Linked DNA regions of Anas platyrhynchos: region 2 is linked to region 1. The links are chromatin contacts, called in public Hi-C maps. All regions are on one chromosome and are shown on one strand. The core of a region is the stretch at or near the end of the contact, and the rest is flanking DNA. Distances in the headings are between cores, read along the strand shown.

Region 1 (6,489 bases), core at 2,842-5,341:
TGGAATTATGCTTCCACTCAGGCCTGTACCCGTGTTTTATGTTACCTCTTTGCACACATATCAGGGGCTGGAAAGCCTTCTTATGCTCTTGCTAATAACATGGTCTTTTTCCACTGCAGACCTCCTATCCTCCAGTGAAACGTCGCATAGCATGGGCTGGGCAGCTCCAGGTGCCTGCAGATCCCCAGCACTGCCCTGCTGTGTCTCCTGCCCATCTCCCACTGCTGCAGTCCCAGCATCGCCCCAGCACTTGGAGCAGCTGGGCTCCTGCTGCAGCCAGCCCCGTGCCCCATCCACCACTCCAGAAGCGACCCCTGAGCGCCTGGACCAGGAGTGCGACCGCCTCCAGCCCTCCTGATCCTTTCAGTCGGCCCCCTGCAGAGAGGCCAGGTACTTCCTGATGGCTGCAGGAGTTAGTTGCAATATGACAGCAAAGGAATTGTTGGTGCCAAGCGGGAAGGCTGCTTCCACCCATGCTTTCCCAGCAGTTTGTGGCCTTATGTCCTCTCAGATCAACTCAGCACTCAGCAGAGCTGATCCGAGCAGAGACGTTTTTGATTCGCACCGATAAATGACGAGTGTCACAGGCAGTTGGTTGTGAGTCCTTGTCATGCGAAGCTAATCGGGGTCCGTGTGTGATTGGTGGCATTTGGGTCAGTTAGGAAATGTGCCATGACAACCTGTGGGGAAAGCCATTGCCTCGGTAACTTCGGTGGCATTTCCTCTTCCTTGTTCCTCGTGTGTGATCCTGAAGGCGATTACAGACTTTATCTTCATCGATGACTCATGCACCTATTCCAGTCTGTTTGTAGTGGTGGGTTGGTTCCTTTGATGTGCGGTTCCTGGCTGCCTTGAGCAAAGGAACATAAAAGTAGATCTGTACCTGATATGTTTCTTAAAAGTGAAGTATGCTGTAGCAGCGGAGCAAAGGCAAGGGTTTGTGGGTACGAAGTGATTGAACAGCACAACTATGGGAAAAGATTATTGCCACGAAGGTAGTTTGTTGTATCAGGATACCTGATCTCATGATTTTTGTGGTTTCATAGAATGTCCTGAGTTGGAAGGGACCCGCAGGGATCATCAAGTCCAACTCCTGGCTCCACACAGGAGTACTCAAAAAATTAGGCCATATATCGGTAGTTTGTGCTTTATTTTGTGTTTTTAACAGTCAGAGGGAATAGAAAGTCACTAGTAAACTGCCAGATTATACCTAGTGCTCCAGAGCAAAGGACATTACTGTGCAGTCACAGCTGCTCAGCATAAAGCCACGCACACAACTTAAAGTCCCAGTGAAGGTGACAGGAATGAAGCTCGTGCTCCAAGGTAGCACAGCTTCGTTTGATTTTTGAAATAGAGCCAAAGGGATCTGTGTGTGTTAATCCTAGTGAACTTTTAACTATTCCTCTGCTGTGAGCAATGAAAATTGACCTTCTTTCTTTGGGGCTAGACAGGGTTAAAAACTCAGAGGAGCCTTCAGTTCTGTGTCTGTGTGCCTTGGAGGCTTTACATTTCCCAGAGGTGTATTATTCCTCTCTCTTGTGTAGACTGTTTGCACTGGTGGGGATCTTTGTAGTGCCAAACAGGTGGCTATCGTTGTGAGTGTGAGCCAAGCTTCAGACTGTAAAGTAGCCACTGCCTGCAAATAGGCTTTGGACAAGAGAGAGAGAGAACCTCACAAAGTGCTAGTCCTGCCCCCTCATACAGCACTATTTTCTTATATTTCTGATATTTTATATATATATTTCTTATACAGCTACTATATTCTTTTCTATCTTTCAGCCTGGACCACAATCTCAGGCAATGATCCAAGCACTGGGGCAGGAGCCCCTTTCCTGAGGATTCATAGCGTGGACTGCCTCCTGCAGGAAAAGGTGATGCTGCAGAAAGGGTGAGGGATGCAACTCATGGTCCTGCCCTAGGGAAAAGTGTGGTGAGAGTGATTGTATGGGCTGGTAGATGACAAAGGGTACAAAATGTGTGTGTGTGTGTGACCAAGAGTCCCAGCAATGTGCAGGGAACTGGGAACCACTGGGTATGTGGAGGATCTGGGCTCTCTGGAAATTCAGGGTGAGGAGGGAGAAGGCATCAGCTGTGTCTGAAAAGCATGGGTGTCACAGGGTGACTGCAGTGTGTTGTTAATGAGAGAAGGCTAGCCTCATCCAAAGCTGTGTGCTTTATGGAAATTACGCGGTTACCCTATAGAAGCAGGCAGCCTGGTGTCTGTAACTGCAGAGTGACAGACGACACATGGAACCTGCCCGCAGGATGAAAAGCTGCTGAGACTGGAAAAGGAAATCAGTCGTCTCTCTGGTTTTGAAGCAGAATCAAAGCAGAAAGATTCAGTGATAAGGAGTCTTCAGGACAAAATTGCAGAGATGGCCAAGACCATGGCCCAGGCTGCTGCTAGAAGCGATGTGGAGCTGACCCAAAAGCTTCTAACGTTTGACAGAGAAATCAGAGCCAAAACAGAAGAGATTAAAACCTTAAAGGAACAGGTACGCAGTGCCTAAGCAGGCACACTCAGTTGAAAATAGTGTTCTGATGCATATGGGTCTTGAACTAAGCACCTTGTTCGGAGAGAGAGGAGGAGGTAGCATGTGTGGAATGAAGGGGAACCAGAGAGATGGTTATAATCGGTTGCCGTGTGTTGCCCACATGATTTCTTGTTCTGTAATTGTCCCGTAACGAAGCTGGGAATCAAATTTCTCATCTATGTGGCAGGACCTGCAATGCCATGGTGGGAAAAGAAACATAAGCCTGAACTACTTCTGGTGGAGAAAAGCCACGTGCAGTCACTGCAGGCCAGGATGCCTGACTCCTTTTCTCCCCCATGCCTCTCTTCCCCCAGGAACAGAGCCAGCGTTTGCGTTTGCAGGGGACGTTATAGTCCAAAAGACAAAGAAGCCCTTTGGCATCCAGATGAAAACAGGTGGCCAGGCAGAAGGGCATGGCCATATAGGTGTCCTGTCCAGGGATGTGTTATGTTATAGGTGGGAAGTCAATTCCTACTTTCTGCTCTTTGCCTGTGGGGTGCTGACATGCAGGAGTAGACAGTGCAGATTATTCCCTGCTCCCAATACTGTGCTTGTGGCAGAAACGTGAGTGTGACTGCTAGCACCTATGAATCTGCATTTGTGAGCAGTAAGTATATATGCAGAGTGAAGGCTATAAATCTGAGGATATTTCAGCCTGTTTCTGCAGTAGCACTATCCACCAGCCCAAGCTGTATGTTCTCAGGATTGCAGCCAGCATGAGACATTGTCTCTTTGTGCCTTTGATATCAGGCTTTTGCTGTGAACAGCCAAAATGTTGATAGGCAGATCCTGTCCAGAGCAATTACTCCAAAGAATTAGCCTAGGATAGTAATGAGTAACCTGACCAAACCGTGACTGTCTTTGAGGGTTCATGAAAAGTTAATGGCAGTCAGAAACCAGGGCAGTCTCTGTGAAGCTTGAGAGGAGCTGAGTTTGCATTTAAAACAAAAGCAAGCGTATTGGAGCAACAAAGTTACCTGGTGAGGATCATATGATATTTTTTTTTTTCCTCTATTTTAGATCAGTGACTTGCAGAAAGATTCAAGTGAAATTTTTAGCCATTCTCTTTATGAAAGAGACCTGGAAATTGGAAGCCTGAGGAAAGAAAGTGAGAAGCTAAAGAGGGATCACGCTTTGACCACAGGTATGTTTGCCTTGATATTTCATGGGAGCTCCTTGTAGGGGCACGAAACAGCTGAGGGTTGGCTTTGCAAAGTGACCACACATTTGCAAGATTGTCTGGCAGCAGTTTGTAGTGGCTGGGAAAATTTGTCCCACTTTGTGTTCTGTTTCTTGAAGCTCTGTGGGATTTGCAGGTAGTTGCTGGCATAAGGAGCCCCGCAGAAGTGAGGGGGGGGAGCAAAGACAGAAGGCAGAGAGTGTTGGGACAGAACTGTGTTAAAAAAGAAAGCACAGCAAAAAGTACTGACTGCAGGGCAAAGCCCTGAGCTGCTCGGTCTGGGTGCTGCTGGTTGGACTGCAGAAGCCTGTGCACACTCGTTGCACGCTCACTGTCAGGCTCTGAATTACCGTGTGGCTGCAAAGGCTGCCTCTAACCACAAGCCTGTTCCACTTGCCTTTATCTCAGCACTTATCATTCCCAAGGAATGTGATGTGAACATAAAATAGTTGCTGTTTTTCCCCAAACAGCCATTGGCTGTGCACTGAGATTAGTGAAATTGTTCTGTCTCATTTCTGTGGTCCGAGGTAATCTGCTCGTAACAGCGCTTGGCAGGGAGAAGAGCTCAGAGCTTTGGCCCCGACATAGAAATATAAGGGAAACAGATCTGTAAGAAAGCTGCTTGTCCTCCTGGGAGCATATGCTGCAGGGCCTGTGGGGACTTGTTAACGATCTTTTTGTGGAATAATGTCCAGCACGGCTTGCCAAGAGCTGGAGCCGCTCTCCAAGTCAGACAGTTGTCAGATGGAGACTCGCCACTCGGTGCCCAGAGGGCTTCTGAAGGGAAATGCTTTGGTTTCCTCTTGCCCAAATTGTTTTCCCCAGGTCTAGTGACCAGCCTGCAAAGGGAGATTGCTGTGAAGGAGCAGAAAATTCAGCAACTCAAGCAGGATGTGGAGAAAATAAAGAAGGCAAACAGAGAAAAGGACAACCAGCTGGCCGTTGTGTCTGCCAAGGTTAGCACCCCAGTGACGTGCTCTGTAAGTGATGGTCTCATACACGGGCTAGCATGGAACAGTAAGATCCAAAGGGTCTCGCTCCTCTCTGGTAAGGACTGGAGCAGCTATTTCAGCAGCTGTGTAACAGGGACAGATGTAACTGCTGGGTCCTGACTGCATGTAAATAGTCGCAGGAAGCCAGAGCTGTGTCTCTGAGATGTAGCAGCGACAGAGCAGTGGCTGGGTATGCTGTGAAATGCCTGTGTGAGGTGTCAGGTTCACCAGATGAATCCCCCTCCTTGTTCTACAGTGCAGGTACTTGGTGACCTGAATTTCTGGGAACACTGTGGCTATTTGTGTGCTCAAGGCACTCGTGCCAAGATCCTGCTGAGAAAGCCATGGAAACCCGGTCTTAAGGATGCACCCTGCAACCAAGCCTGTTTTTTTCCCCATAAAGAAAACTGCCTGTATAGCAGGTTGTTTGTCTGTGTATGTGCAGCTCCCTGCTCGAGTGGCAAAGCTGCATAATCTGCATAATAAGTGTGGAGCGGGTGCAGCATTGTGGCTGGCTGACGAGGCAGTGTTCCAGGAGATTGTAGTGGCTCTCATTGATTTCTGAGGAACGGCTGAAACTGAAACGCCCCGGGGGTGCAGGAAGAGGTCTCTGTCCCTGGCAGCCTGCTCCTGGTGGAGCTGCTTTCTGGATGGCAGAAGCAGGATGCTCCCCACTCTGCTGTGGGTCAGCTCTGTGTAACCCATGGAAATGGGATAGGTGTGAGCAGCAGTTAGGGGCTGAGGGGGAGAGCAGGTGTCCCAGGAATGCTGCTTGGTAGCTGGTGGCCCTCTTCATGCCTGTAGAGGGCAGAGAGCACATCCCTCTGCAGCCTCCACTGCTGCAGGGATGTAGGAATGATCTGGGGTGAGGGAGGAGCTGTGTTTGGAATAGGGCCATGCTCTGAAACCCAAACACTCAAAAATGGAACTGAAAAGCACCCTGTAGTGTGTCAGCTTGGAAATATCTGTTCATGTCATGGTTTGAGTTACCATGGATGTCTTGGAAAGAGCTTTTGGTTCCATTTGTCCTTTCTGCTGTTGCTGTTACACTTTTGCTAAGGCCCAATGAATTTTTCTCTGTAGAGTATTTGCTGCACACAATTTCTCTTCTCTCAGCCAGGCTATGATTTAGATATGGGCCTGTCCAGGTGCTGGTACTGTCATGCTCTCAATGCCTCGATTGCCCTGTCATGGACACTCTGCTACCCATTAGGCATCTGAGCACTGAGCTGTGCTGTAGTACTGAAGGGTACGTTGACATTTCTGTCAGAAATGACAGTATCTGGCCAGCCTGATAACTTTTTCCATCGGTTGCTGTTCTTTCTAGTGCTCTAGACTTAAAGAGGAAATGAAGCGTGAACTCGGAGAGAGGGATGTGACTCCATACCAAAAAGTGAGTTTCCAGTCATTCGGGGTGATGTAGCACACCAGAAAGCAACGATTGCAAAAATGTGCCATGCAGAGAATATTCCTAGGCATTGTAAGAGGAGCGTTTTGAATCCAGCTCCTGTAAAGGAAGGGATGTAACGTGCATAACCAAGTGGAGAAATGTAAACTTCTGGAAAAACTGAAGTTCAAATAAAAATAATCTCAGTTCAGGAGAGCACTGTCAGGAATAAGAAATCAAGTCAATCTATCAGCTGTAAAGAGAAGCTAGAAGAAAAGACTGGGATAAATGAAACGGGATAGGTAGGGAGAATATCTTGCTTGTTGTTGAAATTCTGTAAGAAAAACAAGAGTGAACTCTTCCTTTCTGGGACTCTTGCAGCGCATTGGGGAGCTG
Region 2 (5,994 bases), core at 1,770-4,269, 110 kb after region 1:
CTTTACAAGCCCCCAACGAAGGAAGCCAAGCCAGAGGGGATGTGGACATGGTCAAGGAGTGACCCTGCTCCATCCTCCTCCTCATCCCAGCACAGAGCTGCCCAGCTGAGCACGCAGCCCAGCCCCTGGTGCTGTGAGCCTTCACATGGGGGGAGCAGAGGGCTCCCCAAAACCACTGAGGTCACTGAGATGGGCTCGGTCCCCTCTTCCCCCAAAGCAGTGTGTCATCTCCCTCCTTCTGCCCAGGAGAGGAGAGGACTATCACCCCCAGCTTTGCAGCACCACCATCCAGCCCCCTTCCCTTGCCCCCTGCCTGCAGCCCCATCGACGGGGGGGCATCGTTTTGGGGAGCCAGGGGAAGGGGGGGGGGGACACACACGGCCAGGGGCTCCCCAACCAGCTGAGAAAGGGCCAAGGCAGGGAAGCAGCAGCTCTGCCAAGTGTGGGCTTGTTGCCTGCAGAAAAATATTGTGACAGGGATCCTGCACCGCCTGGCGAAGCAGCAGCCCGCACCCCCGCCCCAAACCAACCTCCCCCCCCACGACCAGCCAAAAAGGTGCAGGAGCAAGTGGAGAGCATCGGCTGCTTTCTTTTCCTTACCTTTCCCTGGGAGAGGGGGTGGGTGGGTGGCTGGGGGGGTGGTGGGGGTGCTGGAGCAACTTCCCCCCCCCTCCTGCAAGCTCCTGCAGCTGGGCTGGGGGGGTCTGGAAGGCGGCCGGAGGGCTCTCGGAGGGCGGCCGGCACTGCTTCAGCCCCTGCTTTTGTCTCTGAAAGGCACGGAGAGAGACAGGAGATGAGGAGGGAGAGAGAGCACGGGAGGGAGAGACGGCGCGCCAGGGCTCGGGGTGGGGGCAGCTGCACAGCGGCCACCTCGGTGGCCTCCCCCCCCCAAAGAAAAAATAATAAAAAATAAAAAAATAAAGAAAAATAACCCTGACCCTCTCCCTCCTGGCCACACAGTGGGGCTCGGTGGGGTGCGGATGGGGACGGGGCTTACCTCGGTGGACACACACGTGCGAGCACGCCGAGGTTGGGTCCCGGCTCGCTGGCTGCCCCCGGTGCGTGGCTGCAGCCTTGGAGGAGCCCCGTGGGTGCCCATGGTCAGCTGGAGCCATTTGTGTCTGTCGGGGAGAGGTAACCATGACAATCGCCTCCCGCGGCCCCCTCCTGCTCCCGGGGGTATGGGGAAGGGATGGAGGACGAGCACGGAGCCCAGCGGGAAGGGAAAAGGCACTTTGCTCGTCTGCTTCCCTCATAGGGGAAATCAAAGCCCCACACGCAGCTCCTCGCCCCCTGCTCGCTGCTGTGGGGCACACAGGACACCCATGGGGTTGCCCTACAAGTGAGGATGCTCCAGCAGGATGTGCTGGTGCCGGACACGAGCACCACACGGGGCGGCTGGGGCTTAAAAAGGGGGAGAATGGTCAGGGGGAAACTGAGGCACCGGGGACAGGGCTGCACGGCTCCCCAGGGAGGGGACATGCAGCAGGGCTGAGGTTTTCCAGCACAAGTCCTTCTTGTGGGATGGGTGAGCAGACTGAGAACCACTTCGGCCCCACCTAGGACCTGTTTTCAGAGGGAAATTCACAAACCCTGCCAGCAGACCCCAGCCGAGTCCCCTCCCTTCCCCGGAGGCTGACTTCAGCCCCGAAGCCGGAGGATTTACGGTCCTGATCAGACAAATAAATCAGCCGCAGAGTAGCCCACGTAGCCGGCTGCCTGCTCCGTGTTTGCTCACTGTGGCTCTGCCGAAGAAAAGAACATTTATTGGGGAAAATCCCCGGATTCCTACCAGCACACGTAGCCGAGGCAGGGTTATTTGCTTTACCGGCGAGCTGTGGGACCCACCTGAGGGCTGCTCACACACCAGGAGCACAGCACGAGGCTCCCGGCCCCTCCGCTTGGTGTCCTGAGGAGGTTTCGGTGACACGGAGCCTCTGCAGGGTACCTGCATGGAAAGGGACCAGAGGGACTCTCCTGGATTTATTGGGAAGGAAAAAATCACAGAGAGCTGTGTGAAGGGCCAGGCCTTGTGTCCCAAAGTTGTAAAAACTTGCCTCATTTTGGTCTCTCGAGCTTTGGGAGGTGTCAGCAGCTCAAGCAGCTGCTCCCCGGACCCTAGGAGAAGGGCTCGCCTGCCTGAGGGACCCCCCCTCACGCAGCAGGACAGGGCCTGGCCCCAGCCCCATATCATGGCATAGGGCTGGGCCCTACAAAACGCAGCAGGGGAGGGCTGGCTGCCAGTCCCATCCCACGGGACTGGTCCCCATACTGTGCAGTGAGGCAGGCCCTGACCCCAACCCACCATACAGGGGACCAGGACCCTTGCCTCACAAGAGGCTCAGGCTGACCCCAGCCCCACACCACACAAGGGGCCAGGACTGAGCCCATACACAGAGGCTTAGGGTGACCCCAACCCCACACAGGGACGAGGATCCTTCTGTCACAGGGATGCTCAGGCTGTCCCCATCCCCACACAGGGGCCAGGACTCACCCCACACAGGAGGCTTGGGCTGACCAGGACCCTTCCCATACAGGAGGCTCAGGGTGACCCCAGCCCCACACAGGGATGAGGACCCTTCCCAAATAGGGATGCTTGGGCTGACCCCATCCCCACACCACACAGGGGGCCAGGACCCTTCCCACACAGGGATGTTCGGGCTGACCCCATCCCCACACAGAGGGACCAGGACACTCTCCATACAGGAGACTTGGGCTGACCCTAGCCCCACACAGAGGGACAAGGACACTGCCCATACATGCTTGGGCTGACCCCAGCCCCATATGGGACCAGGACCCTTCCCATACAGAAGGCTCAGGCTGACCCCAACCCCACACAGGGACCAGCACCCTTCCCATACATCACCCTCAGCCTCACCCCATCCCCTCACCGCACCCTGGCAGCCCCATATCCCCCTATTCTCCCCTAATCTCCCCTATTCTCCCCTATTTTCCCTTTATTTCCCCCTTTTCCCCCTCAAATCCCCCGGAACCCGCGGTGGCGGAACGCCGCCCGCCCTGCCCGTGCAGCCGCCGGCCCTGAGGAGCGCGGCGCAGGCGCCCTCCCCTCGCCCGGCGCCATTGCGGCTGCTGGCGGCGAGGCCCCGGCCCGGCCCGGCCATGGCCACCGACTCGTGGGCCCTGGCCGTGGACGAGCAGGAGGCGGCGGCGGAGTCGGTGAGAGGCGGCCGGGATCGGGGAAGGGGAATGGGAATGGGAACGGGAACGGGGCCGGGAACGGGGCCCGGCAGCGCTGGGGGGCGGCCGCCGCCTCCTCGCAGGCAGCGCTGCAGGGACCCGATTCTCCCTTTTTTCCCCCCATTTTTCGGGTCGTTCGGTCGTGGGGTCGGCTCCTCAGGTTTTGGGGGCGATATATATAAATATATTTTTTCCTCTTTTCTCTACTTCCCCTTCATTCTTTCCCCTCAAGGTGCATCCAGGCGCTGCCTCAGCTCAGGGTCCTGCTGCCTCTCGGGCCCCACAAACGCCTTTTTTGCCCCCATTTCTGTGCCCTGTCTTCACGCCGTCCCGGCAGCGGAACAAGCCCTGTGCTGGGGACGCTCAGCCCCATCCTCATCCCCCATTCCCATCCTCATCCCCTGTCCCCATCCTTGTCCCCTATCCCCGTCCTCAGCCCCTTGGATTTGGGGTTTCAACACCCCCGTCCTCACCAGGGTCCTGACGCCGCTGTTTTTCCTCGCCCACAGCTCAGCAGCTTGCACCTGAAGGAGGAGAAAGCCAAGCCGGATTCCAACGGTGAGTTACACTCCCTGTGGCGGTCTCACCACGTTCCTGTTAGGAGCAGAACCCCTCAGGGACAGAGGGGACGACCCTGAAGATGGTGGAGTCCGAGCCGAGCAGCACCCTGCAGTCAAGAAACTGCAGGAAAAAAAACAAACCAGAAAGCTAAGATTGCTCAGCCAGTCACAATGATTTAACTTTCCACCTCTTGAGCTTGCCCTGCTGGGCTAACTCTTTCTGCCTGGGTCTCGATGGCAAAATTTCGTGGTGTGTTTGGCTTGGACCAGGCACCAGCATCAGTTTGGCTGCACAAAGCAAGCTCTGCTCGGTTTTCTTGCTTCACAGCCACGGGGCTGTTTGCCGAGCTGCTCTGCAGCTTTTCTGCAGAATTCCAAACCTAAATCCCCTAAATCCCACTCCCCTCTCTTTGAATTCAGGTGCTGTCGTCAAGGTGGACGACAACGTTGAGAAGACAGAGGATGAGGAGAAAGGTGGGTGCTGGTCGGGTGAATGGTGAGGCACGTGGAAAGAGATTTGTTTCCTGTGTACCTAAAGTGAGTCCACCTTATGTCCCAGGGTGGATGATCTTGGCTCCTGCCCCAAGGACCTAGTTGTAAATTTTAAAGCCGTTGGGTTCTGTAATAACTTGGGGGACTCCTGGGTTAGAGTGGAGAGAGGTGAATTTCTGAAGCAACTGCATTTCAGCATTTCTGAAATGGTTGTTAAGGGGTGGGGGACGGCCCTAAATCCTTCAGAAGGTGCCTTATGAGAAGCTCACTTTAGAGGACAGACTCGTGAGGAAAACCGCAAAGTGCAGCAACTTCACCTTTGGTTTTGATCTCACGTATCCTTAGCCCTTAGAGTGTTCCAGCCCTGGAATCTTGAAATGCCGTTTGTCCTCAAACCTTCCTTAAAAGGAAAAGAAAACAGAAACAAAAAGGTGTCTGCCCACAGGTGGCAGTGGGGCTTTTGGCCCTGTCCCACCTCGCAGTTAGGTGCTGAGCTGCGGGCTCTGAAACCTGCAGCTTAACAAACAGAGCTCGTGTGTGTTCAGGTTCCCCCCTGGCCTTAAAACTGAGCCTGCTTTTCTTTACCTTCCTGAATACTGTGGGGGGTGCCTCGACAGACATTTCATTTGGGAAATTGGGGCTCTGTCACGGTTTTGTTCCCTACCAGGGAGTTTGGGTATTTCTGGGGCTGGGTGCAGCGCATCCTTTCCGACCGGCCGTGCCGCGTTTCAGCGGGAGCAGGGGCTGAAACAGGCCCTGACCGTTTTCCCACCTCCTTTTTTTTTTTTTGACAGAGGACAGAGCCACCCAGTCCTTGCTCAACAAGCTGATCCGCAGCAACCTGGTGGACACCACCAACCAGGTGGAGGTGCTGCAGAGGGACCCCACCTCGCCGCTCTACTCCGTCAAGTCTTTCGAGGAGCTGCGCCTGTAAGTGCTGTCAGCTCGGGGCTGTGGGGCCGGTGGTGGTGCCAGGAGCTCCTCTGCACTGAGCTGAAGAGCAGAAGGGTTGAACGGGCTCCCCTGTGGCTGTTTTGCAGCTCGTTATTTGGCCCCCACGGTTGGGGGGAGTGTTGAGCTCAGCAGGGGCAGCTTTGAGGAGCCTGTGAGAACAGATGCGAGTCTGGAGCCCACCAGATGGTTGTGGGCTCTCCTCGTGCCCTGTTAGATTTCCTGGCTGCCTCAGACCACTGAAAAGTGCACAGGCTTCTGGTTTAAGTTCCTGCAAATTTGTGTTTAAGATATCTCTGAACCAGCTCCTGTTCCTGTTCTTGGGTTATTTGGGGAGATCCAGCAGCAAACAGCACAAGGGTGCTTGCCTTTCCTCTGCCAGAGCTCTGGGTTTCCAACGATCTCAGGGACATTCGTAGCTGAATGTCTCCCAAAAAACTGAGAGCCTGTGGTGCCCTTTAGACTCATTCCCATCTCTCAGAAGGCAAACAATCCCGGGGAGTTAATGACAGGGGCAAGCAGACTAATTGAGCCGTCGCGTTACGAGGCGGTGTATCCTTGGCAACTGTGGCGGAGCCGGGCTCTGTCCTTGCTGCTGAGCAGCACAAGGTTATGTTTCAAAGGGCTTTTGTTCGAGCCATCCCCTGAAAGTAATACGGGCTTTTTAAAAAGCGTGTTGTGCTGAGTGGGGAGTGCTCAACAGGAGGAAACGGTGGGCAGGAAAAGAGTAACCTGCCTGGAGTGGAAAGTGCTCGCTTCTTGACAGCACTTCAGTGAGCGCCTGGAGGCTGGC

The links. Hi-C and Micro-C count contacts between places; a contact is called where the count stands out from the background.
Region 2: a Hi-C map of liver shows a contact between it and region 1, with 2.5 times the contacts expected there. The contact joins the promoter of LOC101805188 here to the enhancer-like site in region 1. A contact is called at or near these places in 2 of 8 Hi-C or Micro-C datasets (liver and skeletal muscle).

What each region holds. Positions count from the first base shown.
Region 1 is chr22:6,056,845-6,063,333 of IASCAAS_PekinDuck_T2T, forward strand. FHAD1 (forkhead associated phosphopeptide binding domain 1) reads left to right here. Exons shown (of 29, transcript XM_072027079.1): 4 at 120-390; 5 at 1,780-1,871; 6 at 2,265-2,495; 7 at 3,555-3,678; 8 at 4,540-4,670; 9 at 6,034-6,099; 10 at 6,475-6,489. Among named protein-coding and RNA genes, the nearest start is that of FHAD1, 7.4 kb to the left of the region's middle. Within about 2 kb of position 4,092, at least 4 of the 8 cell types and tissues checked have an H3K27ac peak or open chromatin away from gene starts, as enhancers often do.
Region 2 is chr22:6,164,111-6,170,104 of IASCAAS_PekinDuck_T2T, forward strand. LOC101805188 (ATP-dependent RNA helicase DDX19B) reads left to right here and starts at 3,020. Exons shown (of 12, transcript XM_038166521.2): 1 at 3,020-3,177; 2 at 3,708-3,756; 3 at 4,179-4,232; 4 at 5,045-5,180. The coding sequence starts at 3,121. VWA5B1 (von Willebrand factor A domain containing 5B1) reads right to left here and starts at 3,923. Exons shown (of 26, transcript XM_038166736.2): 1 at 3,672-3,923; 2 at 1,849-1,948; 3 at 1,593-1,745; 4 at 998-1,121; 5 at 601-767.